Regions from separate parts of the Anser cygnoides genome. Here region 2 is linked to region 1. The links are chromatin contacts, called in public Hi-C maps. All regions are on one chromosome and are shown on one strand. Each heading gives the region's core, a stretch centred on a gene start, on an enhancer-like site or on the middle of the called end of the contact. The rest is flanking DNA. Distances are from core to core; before and after follow the strand shown.

Region 1 (4,714 bases), core at 1,552-4,051:
ACTTGGTAGCAGTACTGCTGATAACCCTGTAGAAGGTGCTTTTGTCATGAGCAGGTGTGTTTCTGTGCAAAGAGCAAAAAATTGAGGCTAGTCCCAGCTCTCTGTTCCTTCTTACAACCTGTTGTGGGAGTGAGTTCACTGTTCCTCTACGCAACTTTTTTATAGCTATTATATGAGTAAGCAATTGGCTCAACATGTATTTTAGGTTTATTTATTTATTTATTCCCAAAAGAAATTGGTTTTGTTTTGGGAGCCACTTGGTGTAAATGCATGGGAAGTTTCAGACTGTAGTACATCTCTGGCAGAACTATGGTGTTGTTATTTAATGATGGGCACTCAAGGCACTTTGCTTTGAGGGGGGCTCGAAGACAGTGCTATGATAAGTTGTTCAGTATTCTTAGATCTGTTTGTGCTCGATTCATGCTACAAATTTTGACTAACATGTATGTATGAGCAATTTGTGTGCTGACTGCTTGCTCACTAACTTGCCTTCTACCAGTTTAGCCAGAGCACAGGTACTTCATCACACGGTCACTGCAGTTATTAGAGATCTGATATCGTAGGTTGTGCTGTGTTCTGGTCTCTGCTGAGTCTTTCCATGCACACCGAAATTCAGCCTTCCTCAGCTGATTTACTGTGCTGCTCATGCCTCATTTGGAAACCAGTTTCTCTTTCTTGAGTCAGCCCATGCTTGGGAAAAGCTTTGTGCCAGGTGCCAAGACGCTGTGCCATTTGCATTTTGTCCCTTCTTGGGTTTGATTTGTAAGCCACGCTGGTTTCATCTGCTGTATCACTTCAGTATGGACTACTTTTGGAAGCAAATCTCCTAATTGTCAATGCTTACCACCGTATTAGAGAACTATATTTGAACTTATTAACTGAATTTCTTTCAGATGAACATTAGCTGGAAAATGCTGTGTAGGAATGCAGGCACCAAGGGTTGCTCAGTCCGCAGGTAGAAGGTAGGCCAGCTCCAGTACATGTAGCATAGACTTGAGGTGTTCAGTTGTGTTGTTTCACATGACTTCTTCATGAAGATTATATGCACTGTGCAGCAGCCCTGTGCCCTTTCCCAACAGAAGCTGGCGATGGAGATGTATGCGAAATGTTTGTGCCAGGGTTGTGTGGGCTACCTGTATGGAGTCAACGAAGAGGTACAACAGGCCGTGGAAATGAGATGGAAGGCAGGTCAGGCTGCAGCACTCCTTTCTCTCTAAGCGCCCATCTGTGAGAAGAGCTTGTTATCTCATAGCAAGAAAGTTCTTCACCGTGCAGTTTTTGGTGAAAGCTAGGGCAGATTTTCAGTTGATGTTTGCGTTGCCACAGTGTTCCCATGTAACTTATCTGAAACGGATCTGTTTATTCTAGTGTCAGCCTGCTGGGATCTGCTGAGAGTACAAGAACGTGTTTCCGGGTGCTTGTGCTGCCAACTCCGATGCCATGAACAGGGCACACCCAGGCTTCCTCGTCATCAGCAGGCTGAACAGTCAGGCATGGCAGATGAAAGCTTGAGTTTAGTCAGAAATGTGCCTACTTCTCTGAAAGATCTGCGTGTGGCTTCATTCTGGTTGTTCCTGGTGTGTGCATACGTTTGCGTCTTTGAAGTGCCAGTGGAAAACTTTCCAGTTACGAATGCATAATGAAAATGGGTGGTCAGCTGCAGTACAGCCACTAGCAATTGGCTTTTATCCTGCATCAGACTCACCAGATCAAAAGAGTTAACAACCTTCCTGGTTAAAACAAAGATGCAAACAAAAAGCCCTGCACCCTTCTAAGGGCACCAAACAGGATTTTTAGCTTTCCCAGCTATGTTGCTATTCTGTATGTCTGTACCAGCTTGATAGTCTTCTGAACGCACTTTTGTCAGACCTGCTAGAATAGGTCAGGACTTCTCAGCTGATGCAGATTTTGAAAAACATGCCTACAAAGGCATTGTTCTGCTGGCTTGTGATGACCTGCCAACAGCAATAAGAACTGTTCTGAAACATCAGCAGTATAATCTATATTTATGCGTTGTTACTTGGAGGAAAACAGTTGCTTTTCTATACATTAACTGATGTGGTTTAGACACTACATACTCTTTATTCTATTTTATGATTCTTCTTTTTTGTTTGGGTACAGTCATCTGTATTTTGCAAATGAACAGGAAGAACAGTGGGGATGTTCATGCCTCTGGTTGTGGATATTGTTCATAATCAACGGTATTGTTTTTATAAACTTCACACCTGTACTGGAATGTATGGGTGTATGTGTGTGGATGCACTTACTAGCAGTTGAATAACTGTTCGTTTTGTTAGACACTTAATTTAAATACTCATTTTGTTAGCTTTTCCCATTGAAGTACAATAGATAGCCTATTGTATGGGAGATTACTTTGGTTGTTCTCAATACAAGCCTTTTATGTTTCACTCTCTTCAAGAGCTTGTACCATTATGTTGGAACTTCCCCCCGAAAGCACTTCAAGAATATTTCAGAGTTGTAATCACAGTTACTGTTTGATCTTAAAGATCTGAGTAAGGATAACACTGGAGTTTGTCTTGCTTGTCTTTTTTAGTGTAATTACAATAGAGAGCATTATATCATGTCTCAAATACTAAAATGAGCAGAAACATGAAAAAATAAAATCACATGCTTATCTAAATTAGGAATCTAATTTCCATATTTGTATTGGATATCCAGCTGTACATTTTTCACTTTGCTTTCCTTGGAGTCAAAATCCTGGGAAGGGCAAAATACATTCTGAGCAAAGATGTTATGGCTGCTGCATCCTTCAGGTGTGCATTGCTAAAGACTGTATAGTAAACAATTATCCTCAACTAATGCAAAGTATAATTTATAAAATCAGCTCATTGGCTCACTAACTTCAGTGTACACTGATCTGCTATTGCTTTCTAAAATGCCATTTACAAAAGCATGAGCTTTCAAAGCTTGGCAATGAACATAGAGCTGTTGTATTTACAGAGCAAGAAATATTATCTATGTGCAGAGGTACATACGGTATCTGAAATATATTGCTTTTGGGTTTGGGGTGAAAGTAAAAATAACTTCAGGAAGTCAGAAAGCTTTGCCCAAAGATAGCCTTTAAGTGTTTTGTTTTTTTTTTATTGTTTACCCACCAGAGTTAATCATTTAATTTGCCTTGTACACACTTCTCTGAAACTTTATCTGTGTTGCACAATGGGCTGCCATGAGTTGGTTCACTATGTATTGTCTCTGCTAGATTTTGGGGGATATCTAAAAAAATAAATGAAGTTCTTGTTTAAGTTGCAATAATTCAGCTAAGATTTTTTTCTGATGTAGTTTCAGTTTTGAAAAGGCATATAGACTTCAGTTTATATAGGGTTCTTTAAACAACATGCCAGGCATACTTTCATACAGTAGGCATGAATAATTATCTGCTGTTTTTAGGTTTGTTACTTTCTTGGATTCCAGTCGTCAAACATACATTAGCTGTATTTGCTCTTTCATGTAATTTATGTAACAAGTTAGTATTGTTTAATTTGAGTGAACTTTGGGAAAGTGATAATGCCAGCAAGTCAGCACTCATGAAAGAAAGAGCCTAAAGAAGTGCAAGTCAAAACCTGAATCTTGCCAAATTTCCTAGTGTATTTTTTCATAAGACTGCAGATTGTTCTGTTAAGAGACTTGCATGATTCACAGTCTGTTGGGATTTGTATGATTTATGGCCTTATCTACTACAGGGAGAACGATTTTCTAGAGAGTAAACCAAGTACAAGCAAATTGCTAACCATTGCTAACCGTTCTTTGGAACTATTTTTAATTTGGGAGTGCTACTAACAAATTTGTCAGTAGCAATCTTCTCAGTTCAGGCTATACTACGATTACACTGTATTTTCTTCTAATACTGAGATAGTTTTGTTAGAAGCTTGACAAAAACTTTGGAGCTTTCTTTTCATAATATAGTAGTATTTTGTATAATTTTTTTTACTGATCTTTGGTTCAACAGGTTTGGGGATAAAATAATTTTAAATAAACTCTTAATGATTATTGTGAGGTATTGTCAGATCTGAAGAGCCTCAGGTCTCAGAGGACTCTTTCCTTCCAACTGCTGGAGCCCACAGGCTTGGTGGGACTGGGAGGAAAGGATTAGTGCCTGGGTGGCATGGGACTACTTAAAGGTTGCAGGACAGAACATCTTTGGATTTTACAAGTATTATAATATGTTTTAGGGAAGAACCAAAGGCAAGAAAAAGGAGGGATCGTGGTGGGGAACATGGGAAAATAGAAGGATAAAGGAATAAAATAGGAAATGGGATAAATGGAAAGAAACCCAAACTTTGGTAACTTAAAAATACGTGAAGTTTCTCCTATAAGTAATCAAGCTGGCGAGGAAAAAAAAAAGTGTGTGTTTTGTCCAGAACCTGTTGTTTCAAAATACAAGGCAACAATATATTTTAGGAATGCTTGGATGTTGTACGTACTCCTGTGATTTATGGCTGACAAACTCATATCCTTTATGCCTCTCAGTGACAGAAGAGGGTGCATGAAAGGAGCAAGGCCTGTAATAAAGTCTGGATGTGTGAAGGTATTGGGAGCAAAAGGGCCTGTGATTTAATGTCTTGGTTGCACCGCTGCCGCATTTTGAATCATGGGGTTTTGGTTGTCGCATATCTTGGCAGCATGTGGTGTGCTTTTTATGTTTTCTCCCTTTGGAATGTGAACAGCTTTTTAAAAAACTTGATATAATGGAAAA
Region 2 (4,714 bases), core at 663-3,162, 33 kb after region 1:
TGTTTGCAATCCTACTCCAGTGTTTTAGCTTCTAACCATTTCGGTAATCCCCACACACTTCTACAGCTGTAGCTTCCCAAATTCTGCTTAAAGAAACACTAGCTCATCTCTCCACAGCACAGCTCTTACCTCGCTCCCTGTGCAAGTGGTCGACTACTCCTCCTAAGGCATTAGCATCCAGCACAAGCCTCTGGATGTCCAGTAAGATCTGGATTTATTTTTTTTTATTTTTTTTTTAATTTTGTTATGACAAAAAAGCAAATGGAACCTCCTAACCAAACTGCTGATGCTTCTTCCTACATAACGTACTCCTAAAACTAGGCGCTAGCTGGACGCTGATGATTTTGCCTAAAGGAATTTCTTCTTGTGATATGACCAGGAACCAAACAAGCTCCTGGGTCATCCATGAGCCAGTCAAGCCAGCAAATTTTAAGGCTGAGAAAGAGCAGCCAGCAGCAAGCTTTGGGATGAAAGGTGAGCAAAACCATCCTGAGCTCTCTCGCTGCGCTGCAGAACCCCAAAGCACTTCCCAGCTCTCAGGAAAGACAAGTCCTGCAGGCACACATTCCTCCCCATCACCACTGGGAGGAAAACCCCTGGTGATGTTAGTTTTAGGATTAGGAAAAGGTTCATCAGGCCAAGCAAACAGAGCAGCATCCTCCCCAGAGCCGCCCATCTGGCATGAGGTGTGTTTAGCCCAGGAGAGCGTGCTGGGACAACACTTTCCCTTCTGTAGCTGCCCTGGGCCAGAGGAAAGAAGCGGCTGAAGCCATTTTTGCTGGAAAAGGAAAGTACAGTCCTTTCCTGAGAAAGCAAAAAGATAAAGACAGAGTACGTGATACGCCCAGAACAAGATTTTTCCCTCAAGCTCTCAGCCTGGATGAAATAAATACACAGCCACTCTCAAATGTAAGTTCCATCTCTCTCCTCCTTTCTGGGGTCGTACACAAGCAAAACAAGCCACAGTAATTCTTTACACAGGAACAGGCTCAGAAGCAGAGAGAAAGGACTTAAGCACCCCCCAGCCTCAGTCCCAGATTCCTCAGTCTTTCTCTCAGCACTCAGTAGAGCAGAAGAGGCAGTGTGAGGGCGCAGCACCCTCTGAAGCACACTGTGACGGTCACCGGGCTGTTCACACCCTACCGCAGCCACAGCCGCCTCATGCCCAGACCCTCACGTCTCCAAGCCTGGTGGCACCGGCCACAAGCACTGGCTTAGAGCCCCAAACCTTTTGGAGCAGCACCACCACTGTGCACCACCTGTCCCTTCCCACAGGACTGAAGCCGGCTGGGCTGCCAGCCGCGAGCCCCCTCGGCACGGCTTTGAACCCTTGGCAGGGCTTTGACCCCTCAGCAAGGCTTTGACCCCTCTGCTGCAGTCCAGGCTCCTCACCCGGTGCTGCTGGCCCCGCCGCTGTCCCTCCACCAGCACCCCGCTCCTCTCATCCCCGCAACACCGCGGGAGCGAGGAAGGCGATCCCCAACACCCCCAGGAGCGGGATGATCCCCCCCCCTCCCCTCCGCTCTGCTCGCCGCCCCTCTTTACCATGGCGTCGTAGCGCAGCAGGTTCATGAAGTGGACGGCCTCCCGGCCCTTGTAGCGGGAGAACCACACGGTGCCCTGGTACTGGTCCCCGGCGTCCAGCAGCAGCACCGCGCCTCCTCCCCTCGCCGCCCGCTCGGCCGCCACCCGCGCCGCCCGCCTCGCCACGCCGCCCTCCTCGCAGCCCCGCGGGCCCCCCGCGCAGCCCCGCGCCTCCACCCGCGCGTGGACGTCGTTGGTGTGCAGCACCGTGAGCCGCAGCCCCGCCGAGGACGGGCGGAGGGACAGGGACAGCCACAGGGACAGCCACAGCGCGGCCACCCGCCGCCCCATCCCCTCCCCGGTGTCCCCTCGGTCCCCCCCCGCGGTCCCCTCCCGGTGCCCCCCCCCCCGGTGCCCCCCCCCCCGGTTCTCCCTCCGAGCTCGCAGCCGGCTGCCCGAAGTGGTGGCACGGGAGGCAAAAAGTCAGCCGGCGGCGAGGGGACAAACTCCGGGAAGGCTCCTCGGTGAATGGTTAGCGTGCTGGAAGGGCTTTCTCAACCTTCGCGTGGAAGCGGTGGCTCTCAGCGTCCCACCCAGCCTTTCCCCTCCTCTTTCTCCGGCGGTGCTGAAAATAAAGAGCGCTGTTTCAGCCCTCGGGATGACTTAGGCAGCTTTAAAAGCTGGTTTAATTATAGTTTTAGTGTTTTCAGGGTAGGCTCGTGAATCGCTTTTGAGAGTGTTTCCGTGGTTAAACGCTAAGCTTACGGTTGCGGTTTGGCATATGCTTGCTGAGGGGAAAAAATAGGAACGCCGATGCCTTAAATAAACAACTCGCGAGGGGTCCTGTGCCATTGCGGTACATCAAAGCGGCCCCCACCTGCCCCTTTAAGCTGTGTACCCACAATGTGTTCTGCTACTAATAAACAACCAAATTATCCGGATAATGAAATTTTGGAAAGTGAGCTTTTGATGTGCTTTAACTTCCCAATAATTCCCTGCAACCTTTGGACAATCTCACGCTGTAAGCAGTGACCCACTGATCGATTTTTCACTTTTATTTATTTATTTTTTCTTAAAAGCAGAAGTTTCCCCATTGCAAGAGAAAGTGACGGTTTCCTACAGCATTACAGAAGCTGCACGAGTTGCTCTCTCCTTTCCGCCGGGTGATGTCATGCCACGGTTTCCTGGGCACCCAAAGTCCGTGGGATGGAATCTGAACTCATTTGGTCTGTTTGTTTCCTCAGATGGCTGGAAAGCGAATGAACCTGTATTTTCTTCCACGATGGCTCCGCTCCGCTGTCCCCATGCTCCCATGCGTGACGTGAATTAAAATAGCTCTGTGGTATCTTCTCATTTCCTTGGATGACTGTGTTGTGCCGTGCCGTGCCTATCCCGTCCCAGGAAAATCCTTAATGGCATGAGCCACGTCGGCAAAACCTGGAGCCGTACTTCCTCTCCTCCTTTTCACATCCCCCTCCCCTAGCTCTTGCAGACAGCCTGGCTGGGAGCCAGTTCAAAGCCAAGACATTTACACGTAGGTGTCCACAAGTAGGTGCCTACATCTGCTCCAGTTTGGCTGAACTTTCACTGTGGTCAATGGAAATCTGGTCAGGACAGTCACTGGTGCATAGGGAGTGTTCCAGTTGCCCTACAGTAGATGCACCAGCTGGAATTCGTTACCTAAACAAAGGCGCTGGTGCTGGTTGGTGGTCTCCAGGTGTCCCTCTAGAAAGGATCATAGATCATGGTTTGGGTTGGAAGGGACCTGTAAGGATCATCCAGTTCCAACCCCCTGCCACAGGCAGGGACACCTCCCACCAGAACAGATTGCTCAAAGCCCCATCCAGCCTGGCTTTGGACACCTGCAGGATGATCTCAGGTAGGTCTTGTGTCATATCGGCCAGCCTCATGTGTCTGTCTTGGATGTTTCGATGTCCCTGTTTGGGCAACTGAGTGCCCTGTTGTGGCTGGTCTGCTGTATTGCCCTTTAGGGTGCATTCCCTGTAGTGACTACATCTCCACTGAGATGTAGCTAGTCACTCTCCTGGATGGCCAGGCTTGCATGCATGTGTGCACCTAGCACCATTTTGTTTGTTGGCACCTTATCGTTCTTCACCAGTCATCATTCACAGCCGCATTATTTTTAAACAAATGCCTGTTCTGCCCACCACAGCTATGTGCAAACATGGAAACACAGGAAAAAAAAAATAATAATGAAAAAAAGAGGTGGGGAGCAGAACATCCTTGCACGCACAATATTGTCTTTGACTTGCCCAGCCCAGCCCAGTTCAACCACAAACTCCACCGACCTCTTCCGTGTCTGGAACAGGCATGCTTTAGTCTGGCCTGGGAGAGCACGTCAGAAACAGCCCGGGATGTCCTAGGGCACTGCTCCTTTTGTTTCAGGGGTGGACTTTGGACTGCTCGTGGAGGGCCACCCTGCCTCTTATGCCTGCCGGCTATGGCCATCCACAATGTCCCCCTTATCAAGCTTCCCTATTTGATTCTGCAAGGGTCTCAGCTCTTGTAACGTTCACGTATGGGATGGTTAGACACCCAGTAGGCACCCTCTTGCTGTAGGAAGGGCTGTCTGATGACAGTGCCTTTATCTTGAAAAACATCTTATTAGACATGAACTAAGGCAAGAAGAGGGAGCAGGTGGGGGACCAGCCTTGTGCTGAAAACTTCTACTCCAGAGCTATGCCTGGATGTGCAGAGCGGGGATATCTGAGCTAAGGGACATGTTACTGAAACAGGATGTCCACTAGATACCTTGTCCATCTGCTCCTATCACAGTCTCTCCAGCCTATCACTGATGTTTTAAGGAAAAGCATAATGTTGTGAAAATGCACAGAAGTGCATTTGACTTGGAGCTAGAGAAGACAAAAAGTGTACCAGAAAACATGTGTTTATGAGGAAGAGAGAAGGGCTAAAGGGAGGAAAAAAAAGTGTTGTGTGCATAACTGTTAGTTGACTCCTTTCTTTTTCCACTTCTGCTCCTCTGAAATAGGTGTGCTCCAGGATGAGTCAGTGGTGCATCCTGTGACACTGGAGGCTGGTCTTTGTATTCAGCCCAGGCATACGTCCCTGGAAAGTTCTTCCAGAGGTCCTTTAATCATTTCTCACCCAGGAGAAATGGCTCTGACACAGGCTAAAGATACTCACCACAAATGTCGCAAACCTTGGTTGA

What was found. A called contact is a pair of places that touch in the nucleus more often than the background predicts.
Region 2: a Hi-C map of liver shows a contact between it and region 1, with 2.9 times the contacts expected there. The contact joins the promoter of NT5E here to the enhancer-like site in region 1. A contact is called at or near these places in 3 of 7 Hi-C or Micro-C datasets (all in liver).

The regions. Positions count from the first base shown.
Region 1 is chr3:84,504,925-84,509,638 of Taihu_goose_T2T_genome, forward strand. The region is part of intron 22 of SNX14 (sorting nexin 14); the gene reads left to right. Among named protein-coding and RNA genes, the nearest start is that of NT5E, 34 kb to the right of the region's middle. Within about 2 kb of position 2,802, at least 1 of the 3 cell types and tissues checked has open chromatin away from gene starts, as enhancers often do. A contact at or near this core is called in liver, where this site is marked.
Region 2 is chr3:84,539,221-84,543,934 of Taihu_goose_T2T_genome, forward strand. NT5E (5'-nucleotidase ecto) reads right to left here and starts at 1,913. Exons shown (of 9, transcript XM_048079886.2): 1 at 1,546-1,913. The coding sequence starts at 1,875.